Regions from separate parts of the Pan troglodytes genome. Here region 2 is linked to region 1. The links are chromatin contacts, called in public capture Hi-C maps. All regions are on one chromosome and are shown on one strand. The core of a region is the stretch at or near the end of the contact, and the rest is flanking DNA. Distances in the headings are between cores, read along the strand shown. Region 1 has its middle 87 kb from the start of NEDD1. Region 2 has its middle 240 kb from the start of NEDD1.

Region 1 (6,431 bases), core at 1,181-3,680:
CTTAGGGGAAAACGGTGAGATCCTACAGGAATATTAAAGCCACAGGACAGAAATAGCCCAGGTACCCGAATGAGTATGTGGAACAGAGCAACCACCACCACCAACTACCATTGGATTGTGGGTGAATGAGACATCAACTTTTACAGTTGAGCTACTGAAGTGCAGGGATTCTGTCACAGACATTAGTTTACCCTTACTAAAACAATCACATTTATGTTTTTAGCAGACTTTGCAATAGACCAAGCATTTCAAAATCATAAAGAAATACGCTCATATTTTAACAACTAACAAAAAGGCATAAGACCATAGGCCATATTTAACCTTTAAAAGACACGCTGATATGAGCTTATTTTTTCTGTGGTTTTCCATTTTCTTTTAAAAGTGAAGTATGGAAAAGGTGGGGGGAAGTCTGGTTAATTGAGAGTTTCAGGTAATTAGATTTTAATCTAATAAGTTTTTGTAACAGTTACAGGAACAAAAATGAAATAAAGTAACTAATAAATCTGAATTTTCAGATACCAAATGGATACAAAATGAAAGCCTGTGGAAATCTAAGAATTAATAGAATCACATAACCTGGAGTATTCAAAAGGTCGTGGTATTCATTTACTTTTGAAAAAAATCTGTAGGAAGAAATTCTACCACTGAGCTCGTCATTGTCCTTATTTAGGTGGTGGTTTTACAGTATAATGCAGAATTATGTATTAATGTAATGTACCACTTTCAACCCTGGCCCCAAATAACTTCCCAGAGAATCTTCCAAACTGGCTGCCTTCCTTTGTTTGCTATTCAGGTTCCTTTGACTCGGGAGAGAACACTGAGATCCTAGAGGAATATTGGAGCCAAGGGACAGAAATAGTCCAAGTACCTGAATGAGTGTGTAAAACCCTTGTTAAGAGGACAAGGTCAGGAGTCAGGGGGAGCTGGGTCAAAATCCCAGCACTGCTGCTTACTGGTTAGGAAATCATGAGTAAACTCACTCCCGGCACAATGTCGATGATACTAACTACTTCACTGGATTGATATTAGGTTTAAATGGGCTCTAAGGCACATTATAAATATTTAACATTTGCTTGTATTAATATTAATATAGTAGTTGCACATGTTTTCTTTTTTAGGAAAACTAGTTATTGCCTCCATACATAAGGAAGATCTTGAGAACTTAGGAGCCAAAACTAGCTAATATTTTTCCCAAAAGAAAGATGAGAGCCCTGGTGGTGGCAGTGCCTGGAATTCTACAGTTTACCACTGTCCTAGTAAAGCAACTAGTGTGCTAATATCTATGCATCTTTATCCTTTATCTGCCAAAGGTGAAGACCAATAGGTCTTGGGCAAGGATCACTGGTGCTTAAAGCTCCTCTGAAAATGGTAAAACTCTCCCTGTTCTTGGGGAGAAGCCTGTCTGCCTGTTATGATCCTCCAATCTCAGCCAGCTTGAGCTCATACCGAAGCCTCTCTCAAACACGCATGATCCATGAGAGGGAGCGGAGATAACTTGACGGGGCTGCATCTGCCTCCTTCTGCCTGGCCAGCCGGAGACAGCAGTGGGAGCTGCCACCTCATTTCTTTTGATAAGCTACTGAGGAGACACAGTGTCTTCCCCAGTTTTCTAAGTTTTAGTTTGAAAATTGAATTCGGGAACTTGTCAACTCTGACAGCAGAGCTTTAAAATTCAGTTCAAAGACAATCTGCTTGTACTTTATAAAATCCATCTTCTGACTTCAGAGCAATAGGATTTCTCAGAATCTTCACTATGTAGGGAATGAAAAACTTCAGTTTTCCTTCTTTCCAATTAAACTTGGGTTCTCATAAAAACCATTATGATTTTTTTCTCTTCCTACACCAGTTCTTCTCCTCTAAACTACCTCTTTCAGCAAACAGAGCTCAGCCCTACATTTCAAAAGCAAAGCTGAGACTTTTGTGCAATGCAGCCCTTTTTCATGGGCAAACACTGAGGACGAAAATAGATAATACACACGAGATTAATCACAAGCCAACACTCTACAAGTGACAGGATTCTTGACACTCGAGGTTTTAAAAATAATAATAAGCAGTCTATCAAAGAAATCACTTCCTTCCCTAAAGTTACAAAAGTCACACTTGGCAGCAGAGGCTTCCATCAGAGGCTATATTGAGAGGTAAAATTACCAGGACTCAAAGGAATAGGTCAAAACCCTAAACATGGCAGGGAACCAAAGGTAAAACCACGATCCACTGACAGATGGCAAAGGCCTGTCAATGCCTAGGAAATTACATGGTGAAATTCTTTTCTGACATTTCGTTCACACAAAAATAACAGGACCCTGAAGTTAAACAATGACATTCCGAAAGGAAACACCTCCACGGATGACACTTCTTGCATAGTTCAGCCTCCGAGGCATACACCCAAACCAGAATTTCATATTTCTCAGGTGTGTGTGGGAGGCAGTGGCGGGGAGGACAGAAGGGAAGGAGAAAATGGGGAGAGAGAGCAGAGAAAGTGAAAGCCCATATCTCTGCAGAGGGAGGAGGGAGGAGAAAGGTGACAGTTAGTTCATTTCTGTTCCTTCCCAAAGGACTTGAGCTTTCAGTTCATAGATTTTTTTTTAAGTGACATTTGAAAGGTGCTGCTATCATCCATTCATTTGGGTTCTGTTTGGCCTTTAAATGTAATATTTCAACTGAGAGTTCAAGCAGGTAGGGGCAGGGGGGAAGGTTAAGATGTTTTCATGAAAAGCAACCAAGCCAGACAGTTCCTATTGTCAAGAAGACCCCATTGAAAGCAGAAAGCACTAAAATTAGCCACTTAAGCTAATTTTACCCCTCAGGTCGAGGGGCACAAGCCCAGCTGTCCGGCCTTCCAGACCGTTTCATTCTTCTAAGCAGGAAGGAATCAAAGGGAAGCAATACTGTGATCCATAAAAATCCATTGAATGTTGGGGAGGGAAGGGTAGCTGTTTCCATTTAACCAACATGGGCAATGGAGGAAAATATTTTTCAGTAATTGGGAACTCAAGAAAGACAGAGCCCCATTAAATTCCAAAGGCAACTCCTAAGTTTTAGTTGTTAATTTCTGTCATGTTGCCTTGGTTGGAATGATGATCATTAATTATTCCTTTATGAAGATTTACTTTTAAATTTGTCTCAAACTGGCTTGAACAATGGATTTTAACTGAGTATAACTATTATATTAAAAATCAATTTCTAAAATATGAACAGTAACAGAACAGATTTTGCATTGTACAGCATTACAGAACACACACACGCACACACACACACACACTCTTACACCTCTAAAAACTTCACATTTGTTTTCTTTTTCTTTAGATAATGAACAGAACTGCTTCTTCGAGATGATACTGAATGGCCCATGTACCTCCCTTCACGCCAGCATAGGCATAACCATTTCAAAAAGGTGATTATAAACAATATCTTATATTCTGATGTTCCTTCCCTCCTGAAACTTCAGACTAAAGAGACTGAGTTTCCCCAGTGAGTCTCGGAAACACAAAACAGGATGTTTAATTTGTTTAAGTTTCCAGAGCAATTTACCGGAGACAAAAATAAAATACCATGGCATTTTGCTGGCACCTTAAAAAAAAGAAAGCTTGTCTTGGAAGTACAATGAACCTCATGAGATCTCAAACACGAATCCTCTATTTGTATGCTCACATATTTTTATGATTTTGTTCACTGAAGAACAGTTTAACATATTCCAACCCATGCACTTAGTGAAAGAAAAGCTTCCAACAAAACAGGTCTTTTTACGAGGCAGCCCCCAAGGTCTCCAACAGCTAAACAGACGCAAGTAGCTACGTACAGTCCCTATTCTAGCTGTGGTAATCAAATGATATGTTCACTGGATCATCTTAATTTGAAAAAAGGTTCTCCTGTTTAATAAAATACAGCACCAAGCTCAGTGTCAGCCCTGAGTTTAAAAATCTTTAAAGAAAACTTCTATGCCTGTGAGTAAGGTACTATCATCTATGCTTTCATTATTTTAAAATGAAGCTTAAAATGAGAATAATTACTTTTTTAAAAGAAAAGAAATTATTTATCTGCAGCCCCTAGCTTAGATATTGTGCAAAACAGCCCAAGGAGGTCAAAGGCAGACACTGTTAAAAAGATGGTAAGTCACTTTATTTTTTTTTTTAATCTTGCTCTTCAGGATTTTCACTTGATCTGCAGCCACTGATGCCCTACCAGCTTGGAAAATGTTTTATTTCCTTGCTTTGGAGTGAATTCTCAGGCAATCATTTGCTTTATTGATTCTGCTCATTATCGCAGTGGTTGCTTGCCTTAGGTCCCTGGAGGTCAAGGCAAGAAACCAAATATGTATGTGGATCTCTTTTCTACTGCTTCTGCTTGCTCTAATTTGACCCTCAACCACCAGAAAGCTACATAAGAACCATATTTAGGATTTGTAAGGTACTGTCTACTTAGAAGGCACCAGTTGACACATGTATGTTAACCAACTGCCGGTTATTCCACATCACTTTAGAGTTCTTTGATTGCAAGCAACAGAAAATATCTCTGGATAATCAAAGGGAAAAAAGACTGTATCAAAAGCGAGTAAAATGGAGAATATATTGAAAGGCTGAAGACCCCAGCACACACAAAAGTAGGAATGAAGAAAGGTCTGAGGAAGTCTAGCTATCAGGCACAACTTGACAGTCTTAACTAGGCATTGCTACTCAAATAAATAAGTCAAGTCATTTTTTGAGTTTGTCACATATCATATCACTGAAGTTTCTGAATTCCAGAGGAAAAGGTCCTGTTGGCACTACTGATATTTTGGACTAGAAAATTCCTTGTGGTGGGTGGCGGGGGGTGGGGGCGGCTGTCCTGTGCATTGTAGGGTATTGAGTGGCACCCCTGGCCTCTACACACTAGATGCCAATAGCACCCCCACTAGCTGAGACAGAATGTCTCTAGACTTTGCCCAGTGTCCACTAGTAGGCAAAACTACCCCCAGGTGAGAACCACTGGCTTAGATTTAATCAACAACTGCCCACCTCATGGCTTACAAAAGGCCAGGTACCTTGATATACAACCCTATAACACAAAGAAAAGATGGATTAGTTTCCAAAACAGAAACTGGGATATTGTTTCCTAGAGGAATTAGCGCTTGCTGTGCATTTCAATATTTGTAAGTAGAAAGCTGAAAAAGATTATGGTTTTTTAGCCTGTGTATTCAGAGAACAGAAAAAAAAATGGAATTAAAAAATATTTGAAAACAAATCATAGAAAAAGTAATGCATCAAAATGCTGTATCAGTCCTTCACAAAGCTTTTATGGTTAGAATTTGTGTGCTGAAAAAGCACAATCCTGGTAAAATTGGTGTTCTTTTCTATTTTTATCCAAATTATCTGCATTTCCCTATCAGCTTTTAAATCCTGCCAGATATTTTTCCAACTCTTGGTATCTATGGACTTGCGGTAATTGACATGGCTAATTTAAGGGAAACTGATTCCAAATCCCAGAGAACACCCAATCCATCTCTGTATTAATTAGTCAGCTAACTCTGTTGGTTCCAACGTGGTGCTAATGAGACCAAAAACATAAATGCAACCCTCATGCCATACGGGCTTGTTCGGCAGCCAGCCTGGAGCCCCACTCTAACCAGCCAACGGATCAATGTGCATGGCTATTGGTGGGGACGAGGTGGGAGAGAGCACGGATGTGTCCAGACAAATCCATCCCCATATCCACATCTCATGCAGCTCACCCTCCCAGGGAAGGGGCTGTTCTTTTATCCATATAAAATACAGAGCCCGGCACATGTTCATCATGGTACCTCTTCCCTAACATGTATGATACCACATCTTTTCCTCTTCCCTCTCCAGCTCATAACTACTCATATCAGATGTCTTTGCTGCTTCCTTTTTCTTCCATTCATTAGCATTTCTTTAAAACTGGAGCACAGAACTTCATCTCCAATCTGCCTTGACTCTAAATTGCCTGATCCTACCATCAGTAGCAAGACTGGGCCTGTCTCTTCTTCCATTATCATTTCTGACAGCCCCAAAGAAATCACTTAATATTCATTTCAGTCTTCTTTTTCAGACAGTCTTAAAAATCAATTTCAAAATTTTTCTTCTTGATCCTGTCATTTAGCACTGAAATGGCCCAAACTGATGACTTGGGACATTAGCATTTCTCCCCCCTCCCTTCAGGATGTCAGCTCCACTTTGTGAGTCCATTTTGGTCTGACTGAAGCTGGCTTTCATTTCAGGGTTGTTGTTTTTCACTGAGAAACATGATTTTTTTAAAAAGCTGTATACGTAGAACAACTTTCAATTATCCTTTTCTTTAAAAAAAAGCACCTTCAGTAAAAACAAAAAATAGGCAAAACACTCTGGCTTAGAAAAAAATCAGTTTCGATGAGTGAAAAAAGAAAAAGAAGAGACTTAAAGTTTGCAATTATTCTAAAATCTTCAAGAGTGCCACTT
Region 2 (6,431 bases), core at 1,207-3,706, 150 kb before region 1:
CTCAGCTCTTATGGAGTTCACTTTCTAGTGGAGGAGACCTACAATTAACATATAAATAAGTACAATGTAAGTATATCACATGGCGATAAGTGATATGAAAAATAGTAAAGCAGAGACAGGAATGTCGGGAGGGAACCATCTTAAATACAGCAATCAGAGAGGGATGGATGGAGAAGGTGATATCTGAGCAAATATCTATAGGAGGCAAAGGAGCCCCGTGGAAATAGATGTGGAAGAGCATTCAGGTAGGAGTGGCTGGTGCAGAATAGGAGAACGTGTCATGGACCAACAAGGACAAATATAGCCGGAGAAGAGTGGGACGAGGGAGAGTGAAAGTGTGGCACCAAGGTAGAGGAGGCCCAAGATGAAGTCCCACAGAAAACGTGGACCTGGTCCAAGTCCACTCTAAAAAGTGGCTTTTAGTCTGCGTGAGGTGGAGGGCTGTAAATTGTTTTGAGCAGAAGAGTCTCAGGACCTGACTTAAATGTGTTTTAAGGAAGCACCCTGGCTATTTGTGCTGAGAAAAGATGAATGGGGACCTGTTAGGAGGCCACTGTGATCTTCCAGACTAGAGAGGGTGAACGCTGTTCACAGCCGTGGAGGTGGAGCGATCAATTGCATTCTGGATAGTTTAAGGTAGAAACATAGAATGGGTTGATGCAGTGGATGGGGGTGAGAGTAAAAAATAATAAGCATAGGATTGACTTGATGGCTTTGGCATAAGAGGCTGAAAGACAGAAAGCATTGTTAAATATGAAAAGGAATACCAGGAAAGGGAAATGTAACATTAGACAGCGCTGATAATGTCACTGACCAAATGGAGGCAGGAAATTCTTCCCATCGTTTGTAATTACCCCAAGAAGCATGGAATGAACAGAGATGGTCCCCAAATTGAAGTGCATAGCTTTCCCCAACGTAGGTGCTTATTATATAATCTGTGAGTACAGATTATAAATATCTTCCCCCAACCCCAAATTCAGAAACATCTAATTTTTAAAAAATGGTTCTGGGAACTTGTGTTTTGTTATTAATTTCAGTCATTGGTACTTCTATCATTAGATGAAATTGTTCAATTGGAAAAAAATATGTATTCAGCACCTAAGGCAGGCCAGGCACAGAGATGGGCAATGTAGGCAGGAACATTAGGCATTGGGGACATAATTATGAATAGCATACATCTTCTTTTCTTGCTTTTTCATTTTTTCCTGGCATTTTGCAATGCACCACCCTGTTATAAATAGGCTGTTAGGACATAAACAGTACTGTGCCATCACCAATGTGGAAACTGATTTAGCTAGAAATGATGGGAAAGAATCCTGATGTGAAAGTGCCGAGTGGAGAGAAAAGAAAGGAAGGCCAGCATATGAAATTGATGTTAAATATGAAATGTGACCTAGGAGAGAGCAGGGCCATTCGTATTTACTATGTAAAATGTTTTCCATTACAGACGCGCTTCAGCTCTGCCTTCCTCTATATTAGGAAAATCAGATGTGCCACATTAGGGATTTTGCTGGGGCTCTGAGGCTCAGAAGCTCAGGGCAACTCTACATCAAAGTGTTATGGCTATGCTAACTTTAGACTGAAGGAGGAAGAAAACACAGGAGATGGATTTAAAATGTCACTAAATCAAAATGACTCTGGCAGGACACTAAATTGGCAGAATTAATCAAAGGGCTAACTTTGAGGAAATTCAGCGAGGTGAAGAGGAAAGCATCTTGCTGTCATCGGGGCTCCCAGAGATTGGGAAGCCACATTTAACACACTTCACTCACATCTTGCCACATCCCTGTCACCAGCCACCCAGAGTCACAGTAGACTCTTTCTTGGCATTTCTGATTTAGTCTTCATCTACGTAATTTAGTCCAATTTTCTTTAATCTCTCCTATCTAGTCCTGGTCTTTTCCCCTTTTCAATAAAAATTATACCTCTTTATTTTATTTTTCCTTTTAGATATGTGAATTTCATTGTATGGATCTAAAGTTATGGTGAAGCCCCGACTTCCCCTTCCCCTTTATTAAAAAACACTTATGTCCACACTGACCAGAATGTACTACCACACACAATTTCTTGTCTTACTTTTCCTTCTTTATGGTAGTAAGTTCTATAGGATTTAGGTTGAAACAATATTAAAAATGTCCCATTTTTACTAAATTATTTTGGAAATACTTAGCATGTTTTTTTTTTCATTAGTATTGATTCTGAGGAATTTTTCTTTTTTCTTTTTTCTTTTTTTTTTTACATTCATTTCTCCCATTTTTAGAGATGAGGTACTGTCACGGAGGTAAAGTACTATGAATGGGAAGTCACCCAGAGCTGGAAATTAAACCTGTAATCTTTCTTCAGCCCCTCCTGACCTTTCAGATCAATGGGATTTTACTTTTGAATGCTTTAAAGCTTCAGAGACAAATCCAATAAGGGCACTGGAATGCACCCTACCACTTCAGTCCAATATGGAACTGGAGAGACAAAGGAGTTGGCCTCTCTGTGTGCATTCTAATCAAATCTCTCACGAGTCCCCCCCAGCTAAGTGCAGGAAATCTCAAGTTTTCAGCCAGTCTTCAATTTCCTAATCACAGCCTTCAATTCTCTTCAGTCTTTATGCTTGAGCTAGCAGCCGTGGCTAGCAGGCTGTGTCCAGCTGAGCTGGCAGCCTTCTGTGCTAAGCGTCCACATTGCTGAGATGGAGATGAAGGGTGCTGCACTGGCCTGGCTCGGGAAAATCTGGCCTGGCTCGGGAAAATGTTTTGCCCTGCAAAACATTTCTCTTCCTGGCCCTTTGTTTCCACAGTGTTTACCAAAGCCAGAGCTTTCCTCTTTCATTCTTTCACTCTTGGTCATGGCTTTTTAGCACATAAACTAATAAGTTTTGGAAAAGTTATTTTAACCAAACTTACAGTGAGCCGGGCTCTCATTGACTTTTAGAAACAATTTCCATTTGACTTTCGCATTGGCCACAACACAAAAGTGATTTGTTGGGTGTCACTAATGACCTTTCTCTGGAAAGCTTGAGTCAGATCTCTGATGACAGTAAACAGCATCTGTCAAAATCTTCCTGCAGCACCTTGGAGCCAATAACAATGTTTCCGCTTCTCAATCCTGCTAAATTAACCTCATCTTACACACACACACAACCCACACACACACGTACACATATGCACACACATGTCCAATAGATTTATGCCTGTATTTTTGGCACTTTTAGTTGATGCTGATGAAAATTAGGGCATTCTAGAGAAAGAGGGAACTTATCTACCTAAAGTTCTGTAAGACAATCATTGATCCTCATTTTTCCCTTTGGTATTCGTGTTTACAGTGTGAGATTTTTAGAGACATAATTAACAATAACAAAGAGTCACTTGCCTGTCACTAGGAAGAATGGGCCATTGTATACACTGCACACTAAATTTTTTCCTAAAACTAGATGGGTAGCTATAGTCATGGGTCAAAAAACATTGGAAACAAGTCCTTCTAGACAGAACAAGGACAAAATAGTCTTGTACCATCTTTTGGAGAATAATTTTTCCTGAAAATAAATCTGTAGGGCTATTTGTCAAAAATATTATTACAATTTCAATGAGAAAAAGTTTCGTGTTCCCAACCTCCAAACTGACAGGCATTTATGTTAAAACAACATCAGATCCCATTAAAATGGGCTCAATTTTCTCAATAGTCAACATTCATTATCATAGCATAATCCAACACGGTGATTTCTCTTTATTAATTAGGCCACTAAATGGTTATTTGCCTGCTCATTTTAGGTTTTTTTTTTTTTGAGCTCTTCTCTGTTTTAGCATTAGGATAACGCTCATAAAAAGATATACAGTACCAGTGATACTCTGTTATGTGATTCAATCTTCAATACAGAAAGAAAAAATATAGCAAAGATAAACCAATGAGAACAATACAGGTGAATTCACACTCACTGAATTAGTAGACATCAGGAAGGTCACACTGTATAATATGTCTGTATAATATATCTCTAAATGACCACCAGGACTCTGAAAGGAGGAATTTGTACAAGGTGCAGATGACTGCAAGATGATCCCGAGACAATTTCACTCAAGGCGCTCAGATGCCTGTAAAGTGCACAATCCAAACTGGTCTTTATAAAAATAGGCAGAAATGCCTCAAAAGGTGAAATACTCAAGAAAATGCATTAATGAAATTCAGTATAAAGTCAAATTCTCAGAACCAAAATGGGTAAATGTTAATGACAAAGTAGAGGAGAGTGAAGGAGGGGCAATGAAGGTGACTGAGAGTTTGGGCACCTTAGTTGGCTTTGTTCTGGGTATATGTGACAAAGAAGATTGTGATACAAATCAAAGAGGCTCATGGAACTTCCTGAAGCTCATTCATGGGAAAATAAGAAGTGACTTTTTTGGGGGAGCCAGGGGCGAGTTGTCATGGATCCCTCTGAAAAATCCAATCAGAGTTACGGATCTTCTCCACACACAAAAAATACACATATACAAAGTTTAGCTTATAATTTCCAGTGTTTGAGAATTCCCTAAAGCTCATTCATGTTTGAAAAATCTCATTTAAGAAAACTTACTCTGGAAAGAGAGCCAGTCTAAATTCCAAGATTTCTCCTTTTTATGGATTAATCATTCTGTTTGTAGTGACTCATTATTCATAAATAAATCCACAGATGAGTAGAGATGACAGTGAGACTCCTCCGGGGGTAACCAAATTGATGACTATGGGCAGTTAATTATCTTTTGGACATGCTCTGTTAATACCTTCTACCAAAACTTAAATTCAGGCTACTTCCTGGGTATGAATTAAGCTTATTAGGGAGTTGTATTAACTCATGGCACTCCAGGCTATTTGGTAAAGTAATTATAAGTTTGCCTCAGTTTTATGCAATGGCTATCTGTCCTGAAATTCTGTGTAAACAAAATGATTCTGTGAACCAAATCACCTTTTAATCTATTTAGCAAATAAGCTTTGCTTCTTAGAAGAAATTTTATGGTGAGTCTTTTGGTGGAACTAATCACGACCTAAAATGTTTAGTAAATCCTGTTTTGTATACATCAGCTTTGCTACAAATGGGAAGCTCCTGAACAAATTTATACACAGGAATCTAAACAGGATCAAAACTCATAACGGAATTCTGCTTTGAGGGTGAAAGGATTTTGTCAAGTCCGTTCATGTGTTGATTAAGGATTATAATTGGTCATTTGACTATGCCTTGAGTTCATTTGAAAAGCAATTACGATTTTTTTACCTGAGAATTTAACAGTACTGTGGAGTTTTCTCTGCTGTGTCTTGTATTGGTCTTGTCTCCTTGGTTAGCTTTTCAGTGGCAAGGTCCTTTTCTTTTGTTTCACTTTTCCACAGTGCCTGGTCAAAAGAGGAACCATGGCTTTCAGAGTGGTCAGAGGAAGTGTTAGAAATGGGCTATAAAAAATTAGGAGGTAGGCGGACACGGTGGCACATGCCTGTAGTCCCAGCTACCTGGGAGGCTGGGGTGGGAGGATCTCTTGTGTCCAGGAGTTCAAGACTGCAGTGAACCATGATTGTGTCACTGCATTCCAGCCTGGGAGACAGAACAAGACCCTGACTCTTTAAAAAGCAAACAAACAAACAAAAACAACAAATAATATGGAGGATTTGGATAAATGAACAAGAAAAAAGAAGGCAGTCCAGACAAGGAAAACAGGAAATAGCAGAAGCAAAGACTCAGAGGTGGGAAGGCCAATCCGGAAGCAGGGAGTAAACCAGATATCTGAGGCAGAAGCTCCACGGAAAAGGGGCCAAAGATAAGATAGAATTGGTGGGTTGTGGGTCAAAGACAGTGCTTGGCACGTAAAAAGAGGTTAATAAGTGTTAGTTGTTGTTATTGTTATTAAAAATACTTCTTAGACCACATAATTCAATAATTTAGATTGTGTGTGTGTGTGTGTGTGTGTGTGTGTGTGTGTAGGGGCAGGTATTTACTTTTTATTTATATTCTGGCACTTTCCCCCACTCAAGGCAAACAGTGGAGCTTCAAACTCTGGAAGGGTCAACAGAATAAAAATGAAAATAAACTTTTTTTGAAGTTTGAAGTCTGGCCTTTTAGTTTTCAGAAGCTCAGGCTCAGAGGTTGTGCAGGCAAGAAAGCTTGATGAGATAAAGGAAGGCTTTCCACCTCTGCCTGCCCAAGAGCAGATTAGATGTCCTGGGTCTAAGGGCTGTAGATGGTTAGTGAGTAGCCGGAAGATGAAGGGGAAGAAAGCAGGGAAGAAGTCAATATATCCACATGGGATGACTGGGCCAGAGGGATGGGGCGGACAGGAACAGAGGTGGTATTCGCATTGGTTAATACATCAATGATGCAAATGGCCATCGCAATGATATCTGCAAACATTTGTTGAGTGCTTAATATATGCCTAAGTACCCTACATGAATTACATTTCATTTTATCCTTATCGCATCCCTAGAGGCAG

Evidence for each region. Capture Hi-C pulls out chosen DNA fragments and counts their contacts.
Region 2: a contact with region 1 is called in a capture Hi-C map of stem cell-derived neural stem cells, with 3 times the contacts expected there. The contact joins two enhancer-like sites. A contact is called at or near these places in 3 of 7 Hi-C or Micro-C datasets (induced pluripotent stem cells and stem cell-derived neural progenitor cells) and 1 of 1 other capture datasets (stem cell-derived neural stem cells).

Annotation. Positions count from the first base shown.
Region 1 is chr10:103,826,395-103,832,825 of NHGRI_mPanTro3-v2.0_pri, reverse strand. No RefSeq gene overlaps it. Among named protein-coding and RNA genes, the nearest start is that of NEDD1, 87 kb to the right of the region's middle. Within about 2 kb of position 2,430, at least 1 of the 24 cell types and tissues checked has an H3K27ac peak or open chromatin away from gene starts, as enhancers often do. A contact at or near this core is called in stem cell-derived neural stem cells, where this site is marked.
Region 2 is chr10:103,974,781-103,981,211 of NHGRI_mPanTro3-v2.0_pri, reverse strand. No RefSeq gene overlaps it. Among named protein-coding and RNA genes, the nearest start is that of NEDD1, 240 kb to the right of the region's middle. Within about 2 kb of position 2,456, at least 4 of the 24 cell types and tissues checked have an H3K27ac peak or open chromatin away from gene starts, as enhancers often do. A contact at or near this core is called in stem cell-derived neural stem cells, where this site is marked.